Linked DNA regions of Hordeum vulgare: region 2 is linked to region 1. The links are chromatin contacts, called in public Hi-C maps. All regions are on one chromosome and are shown on one strand. Each heading gives the region's core, a stretch centred on a gene start, on an enhancer-like site or on the middle of the called end of the contact. The rest is flanking DNA. Distances are from core to core; before and after follow the strand shown.

Region 1 (6,451 bases), core at 1,356-3,855:
GTATATCAAATGTTTTCTACAAAACAAAATAAAATAAAATAAAAAACGTCTTCCTTCCCTTTCATACGTGGTACATAAAATAAAATAAACTGTGCCGAACGAAAGATCTAAGATGGAAAACAACTTTATGCAAAGTTCATTTTCTCTTTAAAAGAGAAGACAGTAACGTTACAAACAAAAGGCTAAAACCAACTTTGTTGCGGCCGTAGGATACATACATTCACACATACGCGAGCCAGCTAAAAAAAGCGTTGCACGTTTGCACTCGCTGCCGTACACGGAAAGAAGAAGAAGGGAGGGAGGGAACCCATGGACACGACGCTTATCTCTTATCCCCGGCGGATGAACCGGCATGGGCTAGACTAGACGGCATCCATCCATCCATCCTTGGCGACGCCAACGGTGCCACCGCCGCCGGTTTAACTAACTTGAACCGGGGGCCAAGGCGGGCCGCTGCCCTGCCCCGCACGAACCCGCGCGCAGCTGCATGGGGTGTGTGCATGGCCGCATGCATGCACGCACGCACGCGCGCACGGCACGTAAGGCGCGACGCAAACGAAAGCGGTTGGAGCCGGGCGTGCGTTCCCACAGCTAGCGGCGGGGTCGGGCCAAGAGATCTTGTTGTGGCCGGGGCGCTTGCCCGGGTGAATCCAAACCGTTCGCGCGTCCGTTTCCATGGCAGAGGTACAAAAAACGCTTCGGCTTGAGTGGCGGGCAAGCCCAAAGCCTGCTCGGCGCTTCTTGGATCCGCCCATGGCTGGTGTCTGGTGATATGCTCGACCCGTCTTTACATGTCAAAAACAAAGGTGACGCCTATCCCTCGCAGAAGATCGAGATAAGATTGGTGATGCGAAACTAGGGACGAAAATCGGTAGGCGTAACTTGACGTTTGCGAAAAAGAATGAGAATACAAGGAAGGAATAGCTGTAAGCCATTTTACAACGGCTCCCGTTCGTTAATGCAAATATGCACATGACAATGCAGTTTTTTTGGGGCCGGGGGTTGAGGGAGGCGCGTAAGAATATAATTCCATGACGGGATGGGAAATGAGAAAATGTTGTGTGTAGCGACAGGGAAATTTGTTTTCCCTCCTATATGAGATAGTATATTAATTTCTTGCTCGCATAATTCACAAAAAAATATATTCTTGCTTGTATAACCCGTAAATTAAAAAAAAACCTTGTTGCCTATATAGGGAAAATGAAACTCATCGTGTGTAAACCGGTGATTTGCTATTTGAATTGTTCCACACATGCCACATTTTGAGTTCGAAAGCCACAACTATTGCATTTACTCGAAAAATGGCATAAGCATTACTATATGCCCATAAAAGTGAGCAGAACTATTATTTAGCGCACGTGCTTAATTTTGCAACCGGCAATAAATATGCAAAATTATACTTCCTTGTTTCTAAATATAAGTCTTTTAAAGATTTTATAAGGGACTACATACGAAGCAAAATAAATGAATGTATATTTAAAAATATGTCTATATACATTCGTATGTAGTTTTTTATAAAACCTTTAAAAAGACTTATATTTAGAAATGAAGAGAGTACAAAACAATGACATGGAGTTTGTGCTCCTGAGCTCAAATGCACCATTATAAACACTAAAATTAAAAAAGGTAAAGTTTAAAATTGTTGAATTATCTACATACATGCAAATTATTTTCATGATGAAAAGGGACTCATAATGCTCTAAGCTGAAAAATTGATGCTCCAAAAAGACTGTTTTTAGAACAATTTGGAGGGTTGATTTGTTTTTTCGTCTAAGGCATTAGGACTGATTTTAATTAAAAGAAGCATACACGTATGTAAACATTCAACAATGTTGGTTGTCAAAAATATCCAATTTTGTTTTGTTTACCTTTTTTTATTGTTCATGGCCAGTGCATTTGAGCTAAGGAGCCGAAGAACACTTTCGATAAAACACAAGGTAAACTTGCCAATGTTATTCATAGATAAAACCTTCACATAAGGTTTAACCGGCAACCCAAGGACTCGTGCCTTTAGTAATGACATTGCCTTCTTTGTGGCCTCTTTCTCGTGTGTTTACCGATTTGGTAATATCCACAAAATGAGCTTTCTCGAAAAAAGGAAATTACAATACGCCTTTCGAAATTAAAAAGAATAAAAAAATCCCTTTGCAATCGCGCATAAGTAGTTGCGTCGCCCCTGGGCGACTTGAGCAACCCCCTGACCTTGGTCGCCACATGCCCTCCTTTCACCACCAACTCTCCTTCTCGGTGCCGCATGAGGTCGCTGACGGGAAAGCCAACACAGCTACCAAGGACAGCAGCGGCGAGGCATCATTGCTTGGCTTTGATTTCTGGTTCTTGGGTGTGTTAGATCTAGGGCATCGACACCGTTGTGAATGTATTGCGGCCTCTGCTGGTGGCATCAATGGCGGGCATGGCTTGTTGCAGTGTGTCGCGGTGCTTTCGGCATCAGAGGTGGCACTTTCCCGGTTGCCTATGCCTCTATAATCCTCTGGCTGGAGAGTGGTGGTCTGTGGCCCCTCGAGACAGCATGAATCCAGTATTCAGCCCCTCCCCCCCCCTCCCGACCATTCTCGACCAGATCTAGGTGTTTTCCTTATCGCCTCATTCTCCTTGGGGTAGTCGAGGTTGGTTATTTTTTTGTCATCGTGGACCTACGTTGTTCCCCTCCGGTTGCCGACCTCCACCTGCATGTTTCATGGTTGGGTTGATCCCTCCCATTTGACTCTGCCCCTTCTTTGGTCGATGAGGGGGAGGCTAACTCGGTAGTGCGGGATTGTTTGTGTGCGTTGCGTCTCCACAATCATGATCCCTCCAATGCATGTGCTATGCTCGTGCATGTAAGTTTCATTCACGGACACCTCCCATTGCGGTCACGGTAATGTTCCAACCGTTGCTCAAGTTGATGAGATCTTTAGGTCATTCTTGTCGATCTAGACCGTACCATCATCGACTTCTCATCAAATCATGCCATCTTTGACAACATACCAATCATGTCATCTCCGACGTTATAATCCCTTTCTTCTCGATGAATTACATGCGGCTCTCCTACACGGTTCACCAAGAATTTGCGGATAGGCCCGTGGAAAAACCGCGCAGGCCGTACGATCCAATTAGATCAAACCCGAGGGTCGCCGGAGGAAGAAGGCCATCGCACACACTGACACACACGCGTTGGCCCGGCCAATCCAAGCTCACGCGCCCCTCGCACCTCTCTCCCCATTACCAAACCTAACCATGGTTTGCTCAGCTCCTTAAATTAACCCCCCCTCCATTACACATCTCCCCTGTCCCCCTCCTCTCCCTCTCGCACCCCCACCCCCACCCAGCCTCCTCGCAAGCTCTCGCGCTCGCACGCTCGCTCAGGCACGAGAGAGCGAGGGAAGAAGAAGGGGGGCGAGAAGTCAGGACCCGGGAGGCGGAGGCGGCGGAGTGCCGTGCCGGGGAGTGGGAGGAGCCGCTCCAACGCCGGACGCCGGACGAAAGAGGCGGCTGCGGCGCACCTGCCAGATCTGCGGCCCCGCCGGCGGCGGGCCGCCATTTCCAGGTCTCCGCATTGGTTCAGGTACGGACAAGGCTTCATTCCCACCTTCGTGCTGGTGCTCGTTCCGCCGGTAGAGTCCCGGGCCTTCGCCGCTCCTTCTCTCTTGCTCAGTGGAGAGAGCAGAAGTGCCGGCGTTCTTTTGGTAGGAAAAAAAAATACGGTGCTTCGTCGCCAAGGAATGGAGCGCGGCTTCGTTCTGGTAGTTTCTGGAGCAATAATTGTTCCTCTTTTAGGATTCTCCGGGCATTTTAGCTGGACCGGGCTCATTAATGCCATTCCCTTACGCGTAGCTCGTGTCATCAAGCGCTCAATCATCTGACGATTCTGTAGCTCGCTCCAGCATCAGCTGATCTACTATGTCTGAGCGAAGCTCGTACGTACTCGCGCAGCTTCCTTAGTGCGGATTCAGCTTGAAAGCTCCAAGATTTCTGTCGTAAAAAAGGCCTCTTGGCGACTGCGTGTGACTTTTTACTGACTCTGGCGAGATGAAATGTAATAGCCGTTAGCTACACATGGAAGAAAATCGCACGATTGTCGAATCGAGAGGTGATTAAGCTGCTGGCCCAGACTCCGGGCTGAATCGTGGGCTTTGGGTTTGTTTTCCACATGGAAAGTCTAGGAGATTTCCATGTCTCATCAGTGATCAGTCTACAGAGATTTCGGGTGAGAAAAGGACAAATGCCATTGATGGAGGAGTGAATGGGGGACAGCACGAATCTCTGAATGAAACTGAAATAAAAATGCATCTATGTTCAACGAACATATCATATCTTCAGTATGAGGCTTAAAAAAAGCTGCTAGTCAAAGATGGGAAGTGGTAGCCCACTCCTTATGCATACCAACTTTCTGTAAAATATGGAAATGCTTTCTCTTATCATGGCAATTGGCAAGTGCTTTGGTTTATTCATTAACTGGGTGGTTGGGTTTACCATGAGAATTACTTATCGTCCGTTTCATATTTTATACGGAGGAAGAATGAGTAGTTTGGTAGTTGGATGAAGGTTTGATATTTTTGAGTTTCGGTACTCATTAGCGGTTGTTTCCGACTTGAGAAAAAGATAATAACCACCAATTGCTCTTTTTGTCTTCGCAGGGTCTTATTATCCAAAAGTTGGGTTTACCGGGTTTCGTGACAGCTTCCAATTGTAGCTTTCTGCTGCTTTCTATCTAACGTGGAAGATGGCGTCCGTTGCCTGATGATTGCTACCGTGACACCTTTCTCGCACTCTAGGACAGCGTCATCTGCAGAGTTTGAAAGGCGCAAGAGAGCAATTCCTTTGTTGTCTGCCATGTCTCGCAACTTGGAGAGCCCTGTCCAGACCCAGATGGCAGTTTCAGCCTTGAGCAGCTCTCTGATCGGTGATTACCCTACCAAAACTAGAAGCGAGGGGAGGGCTGTTGGATGGAAACGTGTTTTTGTCCAGACTGACACTGGGTTTGTACTGCCTGTTCAACTAGATCGTGGTGACAGTGTACACACAGTCAAAAGAAAGCTGCAGGTGGCCCTCAATGTTCCCACTGAGGAGAGTTCACTGACACTTGGTGATCATGTCCTCAAGAATGATCTCAGCAGCATCCGAAACGATTCCCCGCTGCTCCTGACCAAGACCTTCATGCATCGGAGTTCCTCCAGCCCATGCCTGTCTCCTACAAGCAAGGATCTCCAGCAGCAAAGGGATAGGGGTGGTCCGATTGAAGTTTTAGTATGTCCAAGCCGCTGCTTTCGGGCAAAGCAGCTTGTTAAGGATGTTGCTAGGGGCATAAGAAACGGTGTGGATCCAACACTTGTCAATAGTGGGCTTGGTGGTGCCTACTATTTCAAGAACAGTAAAGGTGAGAATGCTGCCATCGTGAAGCCAAATGATGAGGAGCCGTTTGCACCCAACAATCCAAAAGGTTTTACTGGGAGAGCCCTTGGGCAGCCAGGCCTCAAAAGATCAGTTCGAGTTGGTGAGACTGGTTTTAGAGAGGTTGCTGCATACCTTCTGGACTATGATAGCTTCGCCAATGTCCCCCCGACAGTTCTTGTTAAGATTTCACACCCTGTATTTAATGTCAATGAAGGTGTTAGTTCAAGCAAGAAGAAGGCTCCTGTGGGTGATCCGCGAGCTGTCAGCAAGATTGCCTCATTTCAGCAGTTCGCTCCTCATGATTTTGATGCTAGTGACCTTGGCACTTCAAGCTTCCCTGTATCTGCTATTCACAGGATTGGTATTCTTGACATCCGTATCTTCAACACTGATAGACATGCTGGAAATCTTCTGGTAAAAAAGATGACAGGAACAGGTCAATTCGGGAATCAGACTGAGCTGATTCCTATTGACCATGGTCTCTGCCTGCCAGAGTGTTTAGAGGATCCTTATTTTGAATGGATTCACTGGCCGCAGGCGTCAATTCCATTCTCTGAGGATGAGCTTGAGTACATAGGGAAACTTGATCCAGTGAAAGATGCTGATATGCTTCGTATGGAGCTGCCTATGATCCGGGAAGCATGCCTCCGTGTGCTAGTCCTCTCAACCATATTTCTGAAAGAAGGCACATTATTTGGTCTTTGCCTTGCAGAGATTGGTGAGATGATGAGCAGAGAATTTAACGGGATGGAAGATCAGCCAAGTCAGCTGGAGGTTGTCTGCATGGAGGCAAGGAGGCTAGCAACTGAACGTGAAGAATGTTCCACAGAACATGATTCTGCAGATGAAGATGTGACCCAATTTGAACTTGACTGTGAAGATCATGAAATGGCAAAAACGCCACCAGCCTACCATCTTGAGTTTAAGGGGGGAAGCTCCAGAAACCCGCTCTCTAAATTGGACGAGGCCATTGAAGAAGAGGAGGATGACACCCAGGAAGAGGAAGAAAGCAATGCAGAAAAGTTAGCTTGCCCCAAGCCTGTCAATAAGTGGCTTC
Region 2 (7,032 bases), core at 1,497-3,996, 710 kb before region 1:
ATGTTTCAAAAAATTCTAAGAAAAATGTGAATGCTCACAAAACACATTTCTACCGACCCTAAAAAAATCAGATTCAAATTCAAAAGACGCATTGAGAATATATTTTTTTTTACAAATTCAGCATGAATAATTCCCCTATTCACCCATGGATTTGTCTTTTTTTTCATTTCTCCGTCATATTTTGATTTTGGATTTGACTTTTTTATAGATTGTAGGAACATATCTTGTGCACATTCATGAAGTTTTTCTGGATTTTTTTGAAACATCAAAGTTTGAGTTTTCAAACATGGGGTCATGGAATTATGTGATAGTTGGTAGCATGTGATATCTTCCCAATTGGATAGGCTCTTTTCCTTTTTTTGCCAAGGCCATGGCCATGTATTAAAATAATCTAATCCTCACAAGGCAACTCCAAAAGAAAACATGAATTGCAATAAGTTCCTTGGAGAAGCCAATGCTATCTTCCTTCCTCACACCAGGGAAGCGCGTCGTGAGCCATGTTCGACGCGTCGACTAGAACTCTGCATTACTTTCGAAGCTAGCAAGAATTTAAGTCCATGATTTGAAAGTCATCGTGCAATGTCAAAAGACGCCCGCGGACCATCCGTAGATCGGATCATTGTCTTAGAGAAGAGGAGAGGAGAAGGGCTAGACATGATGAAGACGACCACCACCTCCATCAACAGGGACAAAGTGTTTCAAGCATCCGCATCCTCTAAAAAAAAGGGTTAGCCTTCCTCTGCCTCGCCGATCCGGCTCGTCTCTGATTGCTTTAGGGCCATGGGGTGTGCTGAATCTAGACCCTTGCCGGTGGGAGGACTTCTTTCTTGAATGTTTTCTTTGAGTTTTGTGAGGGTTTGTCTCCCGCTCGTGAAGATGAGACGACGACGATCGATGTAGACCGGGGTAGTCCAACAATATACATTTACGATTGTGTTTTCTCAAAAGGAAAATATTTGCAATGTAAGTGGAGGCGTAATTACTTACAACATTTATATGCATTTCCCATGGCAACAACAAACTTGCTACATGGAAAAATCCAGGTTATAGAAATTGATCGTTCACATTTCAATCCCCGAGTCTCACCATAAAAAGAGAGAGAAACAAATGCAAAGCGCATCTCTTCCAAACTCGAAATTAACATACAATTCACATGACACTATCATTGGTTAGGCCCCACCTTCGATGCCCTTTGGACCGTGGTGGTGCCAAGGACCTCGACTGAGACGACACGAGGGACCCCACTCTTATTCTTGTTAGGTTCGGTGTCTTGGTTCTGGTGGTGTGGCTACGACGATGTCCCTAAATAGGACTAGTATCTTTAACGTTTGATTACCATTCTGATGGTGCGTCTAGCATCGCTGGGGAGCGTGTGGAGTTGTGTCTCCGTTGGATCTTGCGGGATTTAGTCAATGCTGGTCTTCTAAGGATCTGATTGGATCCAATCTTTACTTATATGCTTACATGTTTGATCCTCCCAACCTACGACTCTTTTCATTGACGATGGTTGCTGACCTTGCGCGTCGATCATGTGGAGATGTAGCACCAAGACTTCACGACTTTCTATAGATTTGCCCGAATCCGATAAGGAAAGTCGTTGACGGTGTCGCGTCTTCTTCTCGCTCCATTGCTTGGTCGTCGGTAAATGATCCATGGACCTGATTGTATGTGTAGCGGCATGATTGCCTCATTATGAATAGACTCGAAGTTTCTCCCCAAAAAAATAATGATGCATCTCACATGCCATTAAAACATCTACAAATGGACCTCTCAAATGATCCTTCATACGTTTGTGGACGTGCCCGGTCAGTGATCGGACAACAGAGAGAAGGAAAAAAATGACCCAACCGGACCCATCATATCGTCCCTATATTTCCGGACTGTCCGCAAACTCTCATATCCATCTCAAACATGAGGAGAATATAAGGGCTCGCGGATGCGCCCGGGCATGTCCGGTCAGCCCGTCACATAGGACGTGACCTCACCCCGGACCATCTTTTTTTCTTTATTCATTATTTTCTTTTTCTCTCTTCCTATTCACCAATCACGTGCAAGTGACCGGACATATAAGGAAGAGAATAAAAAGTATGAATGCGTGAATGGATCAATAAAGGACACGCCTGATCACCGATTGGGCATGTCCACCAATATTTATGGGGTTGGATTTGTAAGGTTGGATTGTAGATGCTCTCGCCGAAACAGTGATAAAATTGTAAAAAAGCAGCCAGCAGCAACAGCCTTGCCACGTGCCGAAGAAGATTTCCCCCACAAGATACCTAATACAGCGGTATAGCTCTGAAAGAAAAAATGCCCAGGACAAAAACAAGAAGCAAACACCGGCATGTGAGCCGCGAGAGCAATACAAAACTCCAACAACAACAACAAGGAGTGGCAAATTAATCAGGTCCCTGCACACAACACTGTCAACACAGCAGCACGGCGAGCCAAGCCAACAAGGAGTAGTAATAAAAATGAGAGGCGGATCGAGTCGTCGCCGTCGTCAGTTTAAACAAACGGCGTTCCGCGCCGGCAGCCGCGCAGCGCCGACCCCGTCGTCACGGGCCCAAACGGCTCCTTCCGCTCTAACCGCGCCGTCCAATCCCGGCCGTCCGCTGGCATCTGAGGCCCTCCACGTGTGCGCGGCGCCCGCCCGTGTGCAACCCCCCGGTGCCACCAACCGTTTACCGCAGCGGATTAGGACACGCATTAATACGGCTACGCGCACCCCCCTGCCTGGCCCCGGGGATCAGAGGAGAGGAGGAGTGTGTGCGTCACGGTCACGGTCACTACCACCGACGCCGCGGCCCAAAAATAACTAGGCGCCCCCACAAATCGCTCTCCCACGCCTCCCTCCCTCTCACCCCCTCCCTCTGCCCCGAGATCCGCCCCGCCACCCCGCCCGTCTCCGGCGCCGATCCTCCGACCCCGCCGCCCATTCCGGCGCCTACCGGTACCTGTCACCGACGGCGGCACGCGCTTTACCGGCCTGCTCCTGCCGTTCCTTCAAGGAGAGGAGCCGATCGACACGGCGCCACGCCCGGGCCGACGGGCGGTTGCTGCTCGTCCGACGACGCGGCGAGGGCCGTCCGCGGCCGCGTTTCTGTCACCAACGTCGCGGCGCTCTGGGCAGCGGTGGAGTGACGGCGGGAGAGGCCTTGTTTGGCGCTGCATTGGGTGGGAACGGAGCCAGGGCCAGGCGGGCTCCTCGAGGCGGGCGGCGGGTTTGAGGCACGGATGCTTGCTGCTGCAGCTGGTGCCGCCAAGATTGTTCTGCTCCCGTCGGTCCATGGTCGTTGATGGCGTGGAAGGCGGCCATGGGGGGTAAGGCGGCGGCCGGCATCGGAGGCGACAAGCTCAAGTGCCCGCCGTCGTCCGCCGCGCGCTCGCGGATGAAGCTCTGGATGGTGCGCGCCACCACCACCGTCCTGCTCTGGACCTGCGTCATGCAGCTCACCGCCGTCGGCGAGACGTGGGGGCCCCGGGTGCTCAAGGGATGGCCCTCCTGCCTCACGGCCCCCGAGGAGGCCGCCGCCGTGCGCCCGGCCGTCGTCGACAGGGCCGCGTTGCTGCCGCCCAAAAGTGAGTTTCATTCTTCGCTCGCTAGCTCGCTCGCTTTCGTTCGCCCTGTTCGATCCGCTCCGTGTCCGAATGCTGTTCCTAGGACATTGACAGGCCGCCAGCATTTCGGTGTGGTACATCCTTCCGAAATCCACAGCGTAGATTTCATCGACCTGGGGATGATAAAGATTGGTGGTTGGCGTACATTTTGCTCTTCTTCCCGTGCTTGCAAACTCGCGTAGTTTAGCTCCGGCGATATCATCAGCCTGGGAATGGGATGATAAAGATTGGTGGTTGGCGCACATTTTGCTCATTTTCCTGTGCTTGCAAATTCGCGTAATTTAGCTCAGGTGTTGCGGATTCATTCCGTGGTAACGCTGTTAGCTGCATCCAAAACAGTAAATTCATCATCTTTTTTAAGCTGGACATGTGGTGATCCCGATTGCAGAAATTGGGCAATGTCGGATCTCCTTTCGATTGGTGCCTTGGTGGGTCAGGAGCAGGTCTTCACTATTCTGGTCGTTTGCAGTTGCAGCCTACACGATAGATTCATGTTTTGGTTCTTTCCATGTTAGGATCACACTTTTTAGGCTGGTTGAAATTGAACACTTGAATATGCTTTTACTGGTGGCAATCATTCATGACTCCAACCGATGTTTTGGTCCCTCATAATTATGATGCCCATCATTTTTTCACATGGATAGAAAAGGAAATGCCCAGCAGCTTTTGAGTAATTGTAGCAACGTTTTCTGAGTTAACTGTATTGGAACTTTTGTTTCATTAACGTCGTGTAGACTACTTTTGGTAGTATGTACAATTAGATTGTGGCCCTTCGTTTTGTTTGCACACTGTATTCCCATTGTTAATTATGAGTCTTTTCCAGCATGGAAAGTTACATTTATATGACTCGAGGGACTGCTAAAGTATGTTCGATTTCCCTGTTGCCACAAATACGCAGTGTACATCACTGCATTAATTATTGCTTTGTTTGTTATTAGTACATCCTTGCCTTGAATATCTAGGAATCTGCTATAACTGTGCTAATGGTTTATTGCTGTCATCATCGTCCAGGAATTTACAGGAACAATGGTTATTTGATGGTCTCATGCAATGGTGGTCTTAACCAAATGCGAGCTGCTGTAAGATGTTGGAAATCTCTGTTTATAATTTTTGCAAGTAATGTTCTTGGCAACCATTGACTCTTAACATTGGTTTCTTTTCTCCATGTTTTGTTCTATCAGATATGTGACATGGTTGTAATAGCAAGATATTTGAATGTCACTTTGGTTGTTCCAGAGTTGGATAAGACTTCTTTTTGGAACGACCCGAGGTACAGTTTGGCACCTTGATATTATTTTCAATTGCCTTTTTTTTCTTGAGCTACTATCAGACTTTTCCTTTGGTGTTGATCCATTCTGCACTGCAGTGAGTTCCAAGATATATTTGACGTCGAACACTTTATAACCTCCTTGCGAGACGAAGTTCGCATCTTGAGAGAACTGCCTCCAAGGGTGAAGCGAAGAGTTGAACTTGGTATGTTCCACTCAATGCCACCTATCAGTTGGTCTGATATCTCCTATTACCATAATCAGGTATGCTTCATGTCACATTATGTTAAGGCTGCTTTGGAGCATCAGATTTGTTGAATAAGCTAATAGTTGTAAAAATTCGATCCAGATTCTTCCATTGATTCGGAAACACAAGGTTCTGCATTTGAATAGAACTGACGCTAGGCTAGCAAACAATGGTTTACCTATGGAGATTCAAAAACTGAGATGCCGAGTAAATTATGCCTCTCTGAGATTTACATCCGAAATTGAAGATCTGGGCAAGCGTGTAATTAGAATACTTCGCCAAAATGGCCCTTTCTTGGTTCTTCATTTACGTTACGAAATGGATATGTTGGCTTTCTCTGGTTGTACCCAAGGGTGCAGTAACGAAGAGGCAGAAGAGCTCACAAGAATGAGGTGAACATTTTGGTATTATTATCATTTAATTCTTCTTAGGACAATGCATGTTTGTAGCGTGGGCTGTTAAAACATTCAATTAACTACAGCTGTCAAATCATTGTTGGCATTTTAGGTATGCTTATCCATGGTGGAAAGAGAAAATCATTGACTCGGACTTGAAAAGAAAAGATGGGCTTTGCCCATTGACGCCAGAAGAGACTGCTCTTGTCCTCAGAGCATTGGATATTGATAGAAGTATGCAAATATACATTGCAGCTGGAGAAATATATGGTGGAAGACGCAGGATGGCAGCTCTCACTTCAGCCTATCCGAATGTGGTATGGACATAGTGAACATGCTTATTTGTTTTGTCACACGTGTATTATATGGAAATTTCTCACGTCATCTTCTTGATTCACATTGCTTTAACATTGACTTACAGGTGAGGAAAGAGACACTTCTAGAACCTTCTGACCTAATGTTCTTCCAGAACCATTCGTCTCAAATGGCCGCACTGGATTACATGGTCTCTTTAGAAAGTGATATATTTGTTCCAACATACGATGGAAATATGGCTAAAGTTGTTGAGGGTCATCGCAGGTATGCATTGCAGTTGGTCACATACACTACATATTTTATTTTTGTACGCACCCCAAACATTTCCCTGTCTCAACTGGAATGCACCACTGTCTTGATATTGGTCGACTCATCTTTATAGTTGGCTATTCGTTCAGCTAAATTCTATGAAGTTGTGTACTTATATGCCTTGTGTCGCTTGCTGCATGCAGGTTCATGGGTTTCAAGAAGACGATCTTGTTAGATCGGAAACTCATCGTCGACCTAACGGACCAGTACAACAACGGTTCGTTGCGATGGGATGAGTTCTCTTTGTTGATCAAGGCTGCCCATGCAGGGCGGATGGGATCGGCCTCGAAGCGGACAGTGATTCCCGACAGACCCAAGGAGGAGGACTACTTCTATGCAAACCCCCAGGAGTGCCTGCAAGATCCCGACCGCCTACGTACATCATGATAACCAAACCGCCACCCCTGTCAATATTTTCACCCACCTTATACCATTCTTTCCACAGACACAGCCGAACCTTGAGGCCAGGTTCGTCGTCTTTATTTTGAAGAAACCGAAAGAGGGGCCGGCTCGGCTCCATAGATGTAAAACTCGGGGAGGAGGTGGACGTGGGTGTTGTATATCTTTGGATGTAGCTGCCTAGCTGGTAAATACTCTACACGTTATAGAATGGAGGGCGGATTCGTTCATTCCACTGGAATAATGAGGAGTCATACCTGAAGATACTCTTGTATAGATGGTGATAGAGTCTACTACCACGAAGAGGAAGGGTAAATTTAAGTGAGAGGGAAATGGCCGGATTCACTTGTCTGTCTGATCTTCTTTTGGTTGTGTAACATAGCAGTTGTTCTTCTCCGTAGCCTCCCCGTGCTTCCTCCCCGTCAGGCAGGGCTTATTTTTTTTGTCAATCAAGTTGCTGAGAATTGTATACTACAGTGTT

The links. Hi-C and Micro-C count contacts between places; a contact is called where the count stands out from the background.
Region 2: a Hi-C map of leaf shows a contact between it and region 1, with 2.8 times the contacts expected there. The contact joins the promoter of LOC123409656 here to the promoter of LOC123411506 in region 1. A contact is called at or near these places in 3 of 6 Hi-C or Micro-C datasets (leaf and seedling) and 1 of 1 datasets of contacts at active chromatin or transcription factors (embryo).

What each region holds. Positions count from the first base shown.
Region 1 is chr7H:123,621,641-123,628,091 of MorexV3_pseudomolecules_assembly, reverse strand. LOC123411506 (phosphatidylinositol 4-kinase gamma 5-like) reads left to right here and starts at 2,605. Exons shown (of 2, transcript XM_045104465.1): 1 at 2,605-3,565; 2 at 4,638-6,451. The coding sequence starts at 4,741.
Region 2 is chr7H:124,326,491-124,333,522 of MorexV3_pseudomolecules_assembly, reverse strand. LOC123409656 (rhamnogalacturonan I rhamnosyltransferase 1-like) reads left to right here and starts at 2,746. Exons shown (of 8, transcript XM_045102519.1): 1 at 2,746-3,579; 2 at 4,630-4,697; 3 at 4,800-4,888; 4 at 4,985-5,150; 5 at 5,236-5,525; 6 at 5,641-5,845; 7 at 5,950-6,107; 8 at 6,296-7,032. The coding sequence starts at 3,297. The coding sequence ends at 6,539.